2 separate regions of the Danio rerio genome follow, and region 1 is linked to region 2. A link is a contact called in public HiCAR-type data. All regions are on one chromosome and are shown on one strand. Each heading gives the region's core, a stretch centred on a gene start, on an enhancer-like site or on the middle of the called end of the contact. The rest is flanking DNA. Distances are from core to core; before and after follow the strand shown.

Region 1 (6,513 bases), core at 2,181-4,680, 36 kb before region 2:
AGGCAACATTTAAGACTGTCTTTCAGATGCTCGCTCTCCTGAAAACATTCTGAAAAGCACACACACACATAAATAATGAGCACATGTCTGGGCTTTATGCAAATATAGTGGCAAAAACAGCCTTTTCTTTTCATCTCTCTTTCGGTTTCACTTTACTGTCCTCTGTCTGTACACTACAGAACATATAGAGCTATGGTTTTTATTTTTCACACATTCATCACTGTGGTGGAAAGCACCAAAATCCTTTAAGGGATAGTTAGGCCCACACGGAATCTGTGCGGGTAGAAATGCACAGATGTTTAGCCCATCATTAATTCTTCTGAACTGGAATAGCCCTCACCCTCCTTCTCACACTTGTTGGATAAGAAATGTTCTATATTTTATGAAATTTGAAAAAATTAGGTACTCTCTTCACCAACCTAGCACTATTTTTATTAAATTGTGGGAACCCCTTCGCAAACATGTCCAAACTCTTCAGGTTGACCCGGCTCCTTCTGATTGAGTCCCTCCCCCCCAATGCCCAGCTTTTACGGGAAACTTTTTCTGGTCAACACATCGTAGACTTGTTTTTTCTGTATACAAGATTGCACTAGTGTTGGTGTTTTTTATTTATTTATTTATTTTTATTACTATTATTTTTTTGTTGTTATTTTTATTATTATTATTATTTGCTCAAAATACTCCAGTGTATTTGCTTATTGTTACATGTTTATTTCTTTGTATATTTTTGTAATGTTTCACAATGTATAAATAAACCATTAATAAAAAAAAGAATTCATCGATTTCAAATTTTAATGGAGATGATTTTGCAGGGCAGTGCATCTGCATGTCACATGAAAAACCAAATAGAAGTGTTGATAAACACAATGTAGGACAGATACAAGTTAAATAAACAATGCTTTATGGTTTTCTGTGGAGACTAATAGTATCCAGGCACAGAAATCCAATAATTAAATATAAGATAACACTGTATAGTCTTCATCTTTTAAATAAAGACAATTATTCATTGTTAATAATGTAACGTTTTAATTTATTGCCCCTAAATGGTGTACATTTACTTGAACTCTTACAAAGGCCTTAAAAATATCCAAATGAAAATCTTTCGTCTTTTAAAGTCTCAAAAATGCAATGAAATGAGTTTCCCAGTTATTATCATCCCAATTTACCATTGCAGATCTTTGGATGTGACTATTGCATATTCACACACTGCAATATTGACGTAAAAAGTAATATATTGTGCAGACCTATTCTACAGTACCTTTCTTTGTGTTCAACAGTGGAAAGAAACTCAAATGTGTTTGGAACAAGTTGATGACAGAATTAACATTTTTGGGTGAACTGTCCCTTTAATGCACAGGTACACTGATCAACACTTGTTGTATGTGTGTGTGTGGCTAATAAATGTGACAAATGGTGTGAATTTACAGCACAGAAACACTGAGTCTGCTTTGTTTCGAGAGCTCTGGTAATGTGCCATTGCTGAAGGCCAAAGGATAAAGCAGCAGATTTAATCAGTAAATAAACAAACCACATGCCCTATAGGGCTGATCCAGAAGTAGACTTACGGTAGAAGAAGGGCACAAACTCTACAGTGAGCGCCGCGGCTTTAAACTTCTGTCTGCTTCTTTCCACAGTACTGAACTGCTGTCTGCAGGGGCAAACCAACACAAACCAGGGTAAACAGAGTCATTATACACACTTCACTTACTGTCAATATACAGTAATATCACACCGTCATGGAGCATGCCGTAGAGCAGCTTAATGACCTACAATTACTTGAAGCACAGGCTTATTTTTGGTGATAAATATATTCAATAAAGCCATAATAATTGCACTATTTAAAGTATTTCCTTGCTCATACAATTACATATTTTAATAACCTAACACTTTTGCATGACTTCACTGTTCTCTGCTGTCAGTTAATGGTCATATGAAAGACAGGTATACAAATATAAAATATTTCACATCTTTATCATTTTTTTGAATATGTTATTATTTAAAACCTTCATATTTAATAATTATCATTTCTTTTCATCAACTTATGAACTGCACCAAATATTTCAGATTTAGTCTTTAGATACAGAACTTAATATTATTATTAATATAATTATATATTGTTTACCAATATTATTTAAAACAAAATAATATTTATTATTTTTGCTTCATTGTTGTTATTGTTTATTATTATTATTATTAAATTATTATTATTATTATTAATAATACAAATATTATTATTATTACCACAACTATTACTATTATTTTCATTGTTGTTGTTGTTATTATCATCAATAATAATAATAATTATTATTATTTTCATTATTATTATGATGAATATTACAATTATTTATATTATTGTCATCATCATCATTATTATTATAAATATTAGTGGTAGTAGTAGTAATACAATTATTAATTGTTTGTCAATAATTGAAAAAAAAAAAAATAAATAAATAAATAAATATATATAAATATATATATATATATATATATATATATATATATATATATATATATATATATATATATATATATATATATATATATTATTTGCTTTATTCAAGCCATTATTATTTTTATTATTATTTTTACTACTACTACTACTATTATTATCATATTGTTACTAGTAGTAATAGTAGTAGTAGTAGTAGTAGTAAGAGAAGTAGTATAACTATTATTATTAATATGTTAATATTGTTGTTGCTATCATCATCATCATCATTTTTTATTATTATTACTATATTATTAATCTTAATCTTAATAATATTATTATTATTAGCAGTAGTAGTAGTTGTAGTAGTACTATAACTATTATTATTAATATTTTATTATTATTATTATTAAACTTAATCTTAATATTATTATTATTTAATTAGTAGTGGTATAATTAATATTATTACTCTTATTATTCTTCTCATTAATATTTTTTTAAATCACCATGAAAGATGCAAATTGTTAGATTTTTTTTATATTTTTACATTTTTTTTAATTATTATTTAAGCATTTGATTAATTTTACTGTGCCTTTTTCTCAAGCCCCAATTACAAAAAAAAGCTTAAACAAATCAAGTTTAATATCTTAAGATTACTTCAATATAAGAAGAAGAATATAAATATTTATTACATTCATTGTAACATATTACAAATAAATATGATTTAAGATAGTTTTATCACTTTACAACAAAACGTTACGCTTAATAAAGGGGCCGTCTGAGCTCAAAAAAAAAAAACTTTATGAAATGATTCTAGCTCAATTTCTAGAGCCAAGTTACCTGTCCTCAAATAACCTTCAAAACACAAACAAACACACACATTTAGACATTTAGTAGAAGGAGAAACAGAACCTGTAGAACCAGATAGTGTGTGTATACCGGTCAAACACAGCTGCTTTATTTGTGTTGATTTATTCCGTTTTGACTGTGCATGCACTAATTTCAGTGTGTCATGTTACTAAACAGCAGAAACCGGCTCTGGTTTGAACAATGTTTTAGGTTAGTCAGAAAATAGCATATAGCAACATATTTACCCCTCAAACATAAACTTTCACACACCGATCCTTCATTACCGTGGTGTTGAATAACTCCATTAGCCCATTAGCATTTCAGATAGCACACGCTGACAAATCATTTACAGCAGAACCATGTATTACTTGTTAAAAAAAGTCAATGATTCACTCCTCAGTAAATGATTTTGATTTCCAAATCCAACAAGCTCCACAAACAACAGCAGTTTATTCTAGATTAGCAGCCTAAGAATGTTCAATTCGGCATGCACGAGGAAACTTCTGGATTAGCACATGCTTTAACAAAGAGATTAACAGTGCTTCCGGAGGCAACACAGTGGCTCAGTGGTTAGCACTGTCACCTCACAGCAAGAAGGTCGCTGGTTCAAGTCCCAGCTGGGTCAGTTGGCGTTTCTGTGTGGTGTTACCAATCAGAGGACGACCTGCTGAAGTGCTTTCATAAGTGTGCGCTATATGCATTAGATGTTCAGCTTATTCTGTCAAAGAGGACTTCTGGAGATATTTGTGAAAAGCGGAGCTGTGGGATTAATTGTCGGTGCTTTTCTCACCCATGAATGCGATGCCTCCAGTTGTGGTAGGGATCATACAGACTCTCGCAGAAGGCCAGAGCGTGACGGACAAACTCTTCTGCTTGTGTCTGATCGGCCAGCTCCTTCTCTTTTGTCTTACTCTTCAGCTAAAGAGAGGGGAAAATGAGTTGTGGATTTACATCATGACTGAAGAAAAGGAAAAGAACACTGAAGAATGAAGGGAAAAGAGGAAGAAATAAGAAGAAAATTAAAGGGAAAGGTGTAAAAAAGAAATTAAAACAAGAAAGGAAAAGAAATAGGTAGAGGAAATGGAAAATAGAAAGGCAAAGGGAAAAAGAAAAACCTGAAACAGAGAGGAACAGAAAAAAAGAAAGGAAAGAAAAAAAAGTAAAAGAAGAAGAAGGTAAACGATGGTAAAACAAAGTGGAAGAGGAGTGCAAACAGGAAAATAAAGGAGTAAACATATATAATTAATAAAAAAAGGAAAATAAGGAGAAAACAAAAAGGACAAGAAAACAAAAACATTTAAAGAGAAATGAAATAAAGAAAAAAGGAAGACAAGAAAATGAGAGGAAAAGTACAGAAAGGATAAGAGGAAAAGGAAAATAAGGTAAAGGAATAAAGAGAAAAATACCCAAAAGGAAATGTAGAGGGGAAATTAAACAAAAAGGGAAGGACAGGAAAAAGAGGAAAGCATGTAAAGAAAATGATGAGAAAATCAAGAGGAAGATCAGTGTAAATAGAAAAGGAGAAAGGAAAGGCAATGAGTGAAAAAATGAAGAGAGGAGAATTACAAGAAAAAAAGAGAACTTTGACAGAGAAATTAAATAAAGAAAAGACAGAAGAGGAAGATGACAGGAGTTGAAATAAGAGACGAAGAGCAGAGAAAAGAATGTAAAGTAAACAGATGAAAATAAAGTGGAAGTGGAAAAAAATAGCCTGGAAGAAGAAAAGCACAGGCACAAAAAATGCTAAGAAAAATAGATTGAATTAATTAATTTATTAAATGGATGATCCAGAGGGTATTGTTAAGGCTTGGTTGTGTTTATAAGATGCAAAGCAACGTGTGCTCATGTTTTATTTGTAGAAAATCATGTTATTTTTTCCATACATCTCACTTTGATTATATACAGCTACTCAGCTAACATAAAAAGACCGTCATATTTACTAGTTCCTCTGAAGATCCGCCCTCAAGAGACTCTGATTGGTCAGCTAACATGATGTGCTGTGATTCGCATATCACGCCCCTACAATCACGCGATTTTGCACTGTGTAAACACTGTCAGTCATAAAAGCTGCTAGTTTGTGCTTGAATCTGACAGAAAATGACACAAGAGGACATGAGACAAGCGGAACCTCATGCCTGTCAAAAGTGCCTTTACATATTTGGAAAAAGCATGTGTAAGTATGAAGCGTTCACATATTTTTTGCGAGTTTGTTATGCGAGATGTATTAAGGCAGAGAAAGCCACCGCATAGAGAGACGCTGCAGCGCTGCTGAAGATTGTGGGTGTGTACAGCAGTTTGACGGATAAATATGAATTTGTAGCTAAATTTTTAGCAGTGCCAAACAGCATTTCCGGTTGTTTACATCCTTGTTTACGTCCTCAAATAAAAGCACTTACAGGTTGTGACTTACAATCCACAGCATCTGCAATTATGGTGGGAGGAGTTTTTAGCCGAATCCAGCACTGAACTGGAAGATTCTGGAAGTTCTCCTTTGTCAAATGCTAGCTGTATATTTTTTATACTTCTATGGAACATGATTAAAATTAAACTGTAAGCACTTCTCGCTTTGTGTCGTGTCCTTTGGAAGCTCAAATAACAGAGGAAGCCCTGTGGAAATATCAGCGTTTGGATGCCATTTTAGTTTTCTCTGCTACATTACAGCACTACAGCGCCTATGGCCACAGCCTGTTGCTGCGCAGGGTAAATGCGCATGACCTGAAGCATTTGTGATCTTACTAGCACGAATGTATTTATGTTTTATTTTTTGTAGTCCCCAAATTCATTCGCTGTAGGCTTTGCTAAGCTAACTCTGTAAAAACCAATATGTCCCTTTGCATTGAACTGCATCCATCTGCGTCTTTCAGAGATGTTGTTTATGTTCACACAGCTACATTACACATAAAATAAAGTTTAAATGATATCGTAGTGGACCACCTATTTAAATGGGGCAGCTCCTTGGCATGAACCATCTAATTTTCGAGGAGGTCTCAAAAATAAAAGGAAAGCTAGAGAAAATGAAGAGAAAGGGTAAAGAAAACGTGAATAAACAGGAAGTAGGATGGGTGGATGAAAAGGGACAGTCTGAGCACTGTTAATTAATGGTGAACTACTGAAGAAGTGAAGAGGACAGATGTTTTAGCCAGTTGTTCTCAGACCTGCTGGATGTAAAGAGTCGTCATGTTGATGATGTGGTTTATGTAGGAGCAGGCGCCGATCTCTTCCACATTAGACAGGTT
Region 2 (6,168 bases), core at 373-2,872:
TTTTTCAATCATTTTAGTTTTTATGTTATTATATATAATAATATAAAATATTATTATAATTATATTAGGCGAGGCAGTGGCGCAGGTAGTGCTGTCACCTCACAGCAAGAAGGTCGCTAGGTCGAACCTCGGCTCAGTTGGTGATTCTGTGTGGAGTTTGCATGTTCTACCTGCCTTCGCGTGGGTTTCCTCTGGGTGCTCCGGTTTCCCCCACAGTCCAAAAACATGCAGTACAGGTGAATTGGGTACGCTAAATTGTCTGTAGTGTATGAGTGTGAATGTGTGTGTGGATGTTTCCCAGAGATGGCTGGAAGGGCATCTGCTGCGTAAAAACTTGCTGGACAAGTTGGCGGTTCATTCCGCTGTGGCGAACCCTGATTAATAAAGGGACTAAGCTGACAAGGAAATGAATGAATGAATGAATGAATGGAGTTTATTTATAAACTAATTTAGAGAGGATGACCTGCTTTTTGCTTGCGGCTGGTCCCTCATTATCCAATTTATGATTCACCAATCAGACGATTCCTAAGCCACTATAAACACACTCAGTTCTATATCACAGCCAATGACCATTAAGGTATAACATTGTTCACAGTCAATTAAATAGTGCTAATGTTGTTTTGAAGTCATACTTGCATCATGTTGCATATGTTATTTCAGCCCAAATATTCAAATTACCCTGATAAACAATATATGGAGCAGCTTTAACTCAATTTCATGACTAAAGTAGTAATAAAAGACTTGTATAACAATACGAAATCCAAACATTTGCCACATATTACATGAAACAATATCATAACAACTGTCAGCGGTGTAGACGAGACTACTAGCATCTAAACATACATAAAGCTGTGTCAGAACACATAACATATATTGAGGTGAAGATAGTTTTATATTTGCACATTTGCACATCAGACTTCGTCCTTAATAATATAATTTAATTAAAGTAGTATATACTAATTATAAATAGGAAAATCATATTAGGAGCCAATGATTTCAAAGTACAGCCTTGTTCACAGTCAATTAAATAGTGCTAATGTTGTTTTGAAGTCATACTAACATGCTATTTCAGACTGAATATTCAAATTACCCTGGTAAACAATATAGGGGAGCAACTTTACCTTATTTTCGTGACTAAAATATTTATAAAAGACTTGGATAACGTTAAGAAATCTAAACATTTGCCACATATAACATTAAATAATATAGTCACAACTGTCAGCGGTGTATACCAGACTACTAACGTTAGCATCCAAACATACATTCAGCTGTGTGTGTGTGTGTGTGTGTGTGTGTATATGTGTTTGTGTGTGAAACTCACCTGCCTCAACAAAAGCAGCTCGTCGAAACTCCCAATCCAAGAATCCAGGAATGCTGCAGGATCTGAAGCGCCAGTGACATTTAAAACTGGGCAGTTTCAACAACCCAAACTGGCTTTTGACTCATTTTTGTAACCAGACTAGCCTGACAACCCGGATGCATATGACGAATATCATTGCACTGGACTGCGACGTCTGGTTACAAAGCCACGGCACGGGCTCGGGTGGCTTGAAGGTGTGTGTGTGTGTTTGTGTAGGCTGAGTGTATGTGTGTTTTTTTCTCTCGTCCCCTTGATGTTTTACGACAGGCCGCACTCCTTTACGTTGCCTATGTGGAGCTCATGTGAGTGGGGAAAGGCGTGGCTGAAACTGGCAAACCACCAATCACGTCAAGGCTGGTGAAATTAATATTTATTAGATTATGCATTCATTCATACAGACGCTTCTTTGAGACATTGTTTTTGTACTAAACTGAGTAAAAGTGATGAACATATGATATAATATAATATATAAAATATAATATAATATAATAAAATATAATATAAAATATATAATATAATATAATATAAAATAATATATAATATAATATAAAATATATAAAATAATATATAATATAAAAGATATAAAATAATATATAATATGATATAATATAATATAAAAATATATATAATATAACATATAATATAATAAAATGTAAAAATATATAAAATAATATATAATATAATATAATATAATATAATATAATATAATATAATATAATATAATATAATATAATATAATAAAATAAAATATGTTTCCCAGAGATGGGTTGCGGCTGGAAGGGCATCCACTGCTTAAAACCGTGCTGGATAAGTTGGCGGTTCATTCCGCTGTGGCGACCCTGAATTAATAAAATGACAAAGCCGACAAGAAAATGAATGAATGAATAAAATAATATAAAAATATATAATATATACTTTAGATTTGTGAATATTGGGAATGTAAAATATGTCTATAATAAAGTCTTGTTTTTTATTATTTTAATAAAATATAATATTCGTTTTACAAGCTTGACATGTAAACATTTTGTGTAACCATCTGACAATATCTGAAAATATTAGCAGTAGCAGTAGTAACAATAGTTGCAATACAATATAGCTGCAATGCAATAGCAATGCAATCATTAGCTTCATTATTATAACATACACGTAATTTCTTGCATTTAATTTATTTATAAATTCTACATTTATTATTATTATTATTATTAGTAGTAGTAGTAGTAGTAGTAGTATTATATTGTTTCCTTAATTACGAGTTATCAAATAATTCGCGTGAAATAACTTGACAAACCATGACCGCCCCCTGTTGGACAAAGAGCGCAAATACAGAAACACTTCCAGAAGAGTCCATCGGTAAGGTCTAGATGGGATACAGCTAGATACATCATACATCAATGCGGATACATCAATATAGCATCATTTTTGTAAGACTAAATAACAATAATTAATATTTTTACAGTACTCTGATACCTGGGTTTAGGATTGGGTGGAGGTAAAATACAATTTATTGGGTAATTTATAAAAATAACTACTGTTTTACAGTGCTGTGAGGGCTGGGGTAGGAGTAGACGTTCTTTTTGGCTTAGTCTATTTATCAGGGTCGCCACAGCAGAATGAACTGCTTTAATAAAATACAATGAATGTGAAATTTAATACATAATATAAATAATCCTTAACTTCCGGTCGCAGCCATATCTAATCTAGCAACAACAGAAAAGAGTTTCATCGACGTCCATTAAATTTACTGTCAAATAAATTGATGAAATGAAATATTTTGTAAGAAGCTAAGAGCAACTAAATATCTAGTTACAGGTCAAATTAACAACATCAAATAAAGAAATTATTACAGAAATGACAATTTAATCAGCCGAAATGGCGCGAAAATACAAATGAAGACAGGACACCAAAGAGTTACGAATCAGAGTAAGAATATATTTAACATATGTCTAAATCTCTCGTACAGTCCACATTAAAATAATAAAAAAAGATCAGTCACAGTTTGATGACGCGTTTGTTGAGGCAGTGTTGATATGTTGCACAGCATTGGTGTTTCTTTATGGAGTGAAAAGACTGTCAAAAATATTCAAACCCATGAAATATCAAACCTGTGCACGTGTTATTATAAAAACGTAAAAAAATACAACAAAAAAAAAAACTGAAAAAAATGGTGATTTTTATGAAGCGACACTTCCAAAATCGTACATTTTTAGATGTAAATACGCTTTAATGGATTTGATTCACGCATTAAATATTTATGACAGTATATTGACTCCATACATTTCTTCACAGGATTAATCGTCTGCAGGCTCTTCATTTCGAGGAAGAGGAGGGGTTTAGAAATATGAACACTGAGGTATAAACACACAAACGGCTCAGTCTGATGATCAAATCCAGTGATCTGCAGTTATTTTATGATTTATGACAGGGTTTAGAGCGAACAAACAGCGTTTACGGTAGTATGAGCACAGTATGCGTTGAATACTTTGGTAAACTACTGCATTGTAACTACTACACGAGTGCAGTATACACAGAAGAAGAGCTCACAGCAGGGAATAAGACACAGTCACAGTGCATCTCAACCAGCTTCTATCACTTATCATGACATTTTTCTGCCCATAAAAAACAATTGAAAAGTCAAATGTTGCATAAAGTGATGATATTACAGTCAGACGGAGCATATAGTGTTGATATTTATGAACGGTTTAACTGTACACTCTAAAAATGACTTTTTCTAGTATACTACTTATTTAAAATGAGTTGAAACAACACAATTCTTTGATTGTTTTGGGACAACTTAATTGTTTTAAGTTCAATCTACTTAAATATTTCAAAATTATTACGTTAACTTAATCGATTTGTGTTGAGACATGACCAAAGGAGCTTGTCTTTTATTAAAAGAAATTAATTAAATATTAAAAAAGGATGCATGATTTAGGGGAAATATTTACATATATTTATTCAGTATAATAACAGTATAATATTCAGTATAATATTAATAATCATAATAACATAGTATTGATACAAAATGATTCAAAATAAGAATATAAAAATAAAAAGTAGTACCATAGTGTCACTGTGAAATTTATATTTATATAATGTTTTATGATTATTATGAAAATGAGCAAAATAAGAGGCATTGAAATTAATATTTTACAGAATTACTATATTTAAGAAAATCCTAATGCATTAATTATTGCTACTAAATTAAAATATAAAAAATAAAGATTTGTGTTGAAATGGCATTGTAATAAGATTATAAATATTTATTAGTTATTAAAATAATGAGAATTATTCCCTCAAGATTGCTTCAAAATTAAGCACAATAAGAAATGTTAGCGCTGCAATACTTCACTGTAAAATTATAATACTAGATTTATTTTAAAAAGTAATAAAAATAGAACATGTGTAAAACGACAACACTAATATTTATGGTATTATTATGTCTTGATTTTTCAGACAGCCCAGTTTTATTTTATTATTATTCTTTTTTGGGAACTGAGCCGTTCAGAGAGGCAGAACACACTGGATCATAAACTGCTTTACATATACTTAATGAATAAAATTGCACTTATTTGATAATGTTATTTGATAATCACACTATATCCCAAGATCATCTTTATTTTGACCAATCCTCCAGCCCTAGCTGACAGCTTTTAGTGTAGGCCACAGCCATTAACAATGACTATACAGATGCTAATGTGCTAATGCATGAAACGTTCGCTAACTTGTGCTCATTCTAGAGAGCACATGATAGGCTAGAAACAAAGACACGCCCATAAGCGCAGGATGACGTCATTATCAACATTTTGGTCAAGGACGACTTAAACTAATGAGATTTCATTGTGGGCGGGGCTAACGTGTTATAGAAATACTAAACTTTTAATTATCTTTTTTTTTTTTTTTTTTATAAATACTAAACATAGACACGCCCACAAGCACAGGATGACGTCATCATCAGTGTATTGGTCTATAGAAAGAGGATTCAAACCAATGACATTTCACTGTGGGCGGAGCTAACATAGTACTACAAATGCTAAACTTTCTTTTTTCAGAAATACTAATCACAGACACGCCCACGAGCACAGGATGACGTCATCATCAATATATTGGTCCATACCAAACAGATTTAAGCCAATTAAATTTTACTGTGGGCTGGTCTAATCTAATAATACAATTAATTAACTACTAAACATTTTTTAACAAATACTAATCATAGACACACCCATAAGTCCAGGATGACATCATCAATTTATAAGTCCATACCGATAGGATTTAAAACTAATGAATTTAACTGTGGGCGGGGCTAACATAGTACTACAAATATTAAACTTTTTTTTTACAAATACTAATCATAGACATGCCCATAAGTGCAGAATGATATCATCATCAATATATCGGTCCATAAGGGGAAGATTTAAGCCAATGAGGTTTCACTGAGGGCGGAGCTAATGTAGTACTACAAATCCTAATCCTTTTTTTTAACAAATACTAATCATAGACATGCCCTAAGTGCAGGATGATGTCATCAATAACGTATTGGATCGTACCAAAAGGATTTAAGCCAATGAGATTTCACTGTGGGCGGGGCTAATGTAGTACTACGATTAATAAACTACTGAACATTTTTTAACAAATACTAATGATAGACACGCCCATAAGTGCAGGATGACGTCATCATCAATTTATTGGATCATACCAAAAGGATTTAAGCCAATGAGATTTCACTGTGGGCGGGGCTAATGTAGTACTACAAATACTAATCCTTTTTTTTAACAAATACTAATCATAGACATGCCCTAAGTGCAGGATGA

Evidence for each region. HiCAR-type assays count read pairs that join an accessible place to other places.
Region 1: a contact with region 2 is called in a HiCAR-type map of caudal fin, with 4 times the contacts expected there. The contact joins the enhancer-like site here to the promoter of nbeal1 in region 2. A contact is called at or near these places in 5 of 18 Hi-C or Micro-C datasets (caudal fin, embryo, hematopoietic stem cells and 2 more) and 1 of 4 datasets of contacts at active chromatin or transcription factors (caudal fin).

Annotation. Positions count from the first base shown.
Region 1 is chr6:4,999,433-5,005,945 of GRCz12tu, reverse strand. nbeal1 (neurobeachin-like 1) reads right to left here. Exons shown (of 52, transcript XM_073953562.1): 4 at 6,433-6,513; 5 at 4,068-4,195; 6 at 1,566-1,648; 7 at 1-49. Among named protein-coding and RNA genes, the nearest start is that of nbeal1, 36 kb to the right of the region's middle. Within about 2 kb of position 3,430, at least 4 of the 62 cell types and tissues checked have an H3K27ac peak or open chromatin away from gene starts, as enhancers often do. A contact at or near this core is called in caudal fin, where this site is marked.
Region 2 is chr6:4,962,064-4,968,231 of GRCz12tu, reverse strand. It overlaps nbeal1 (neurobeachin-like 1), which reads right to left and starts at 1,622. Exons shown (of 52, transcript XM_073953562.1): 1 at 1,322-1,622. It overlaps stradb (STE20 related adaptor beta), which reads right to left. Exons shown (of 13, transcript XM_009302115.5): 13 at 3,269-6,168.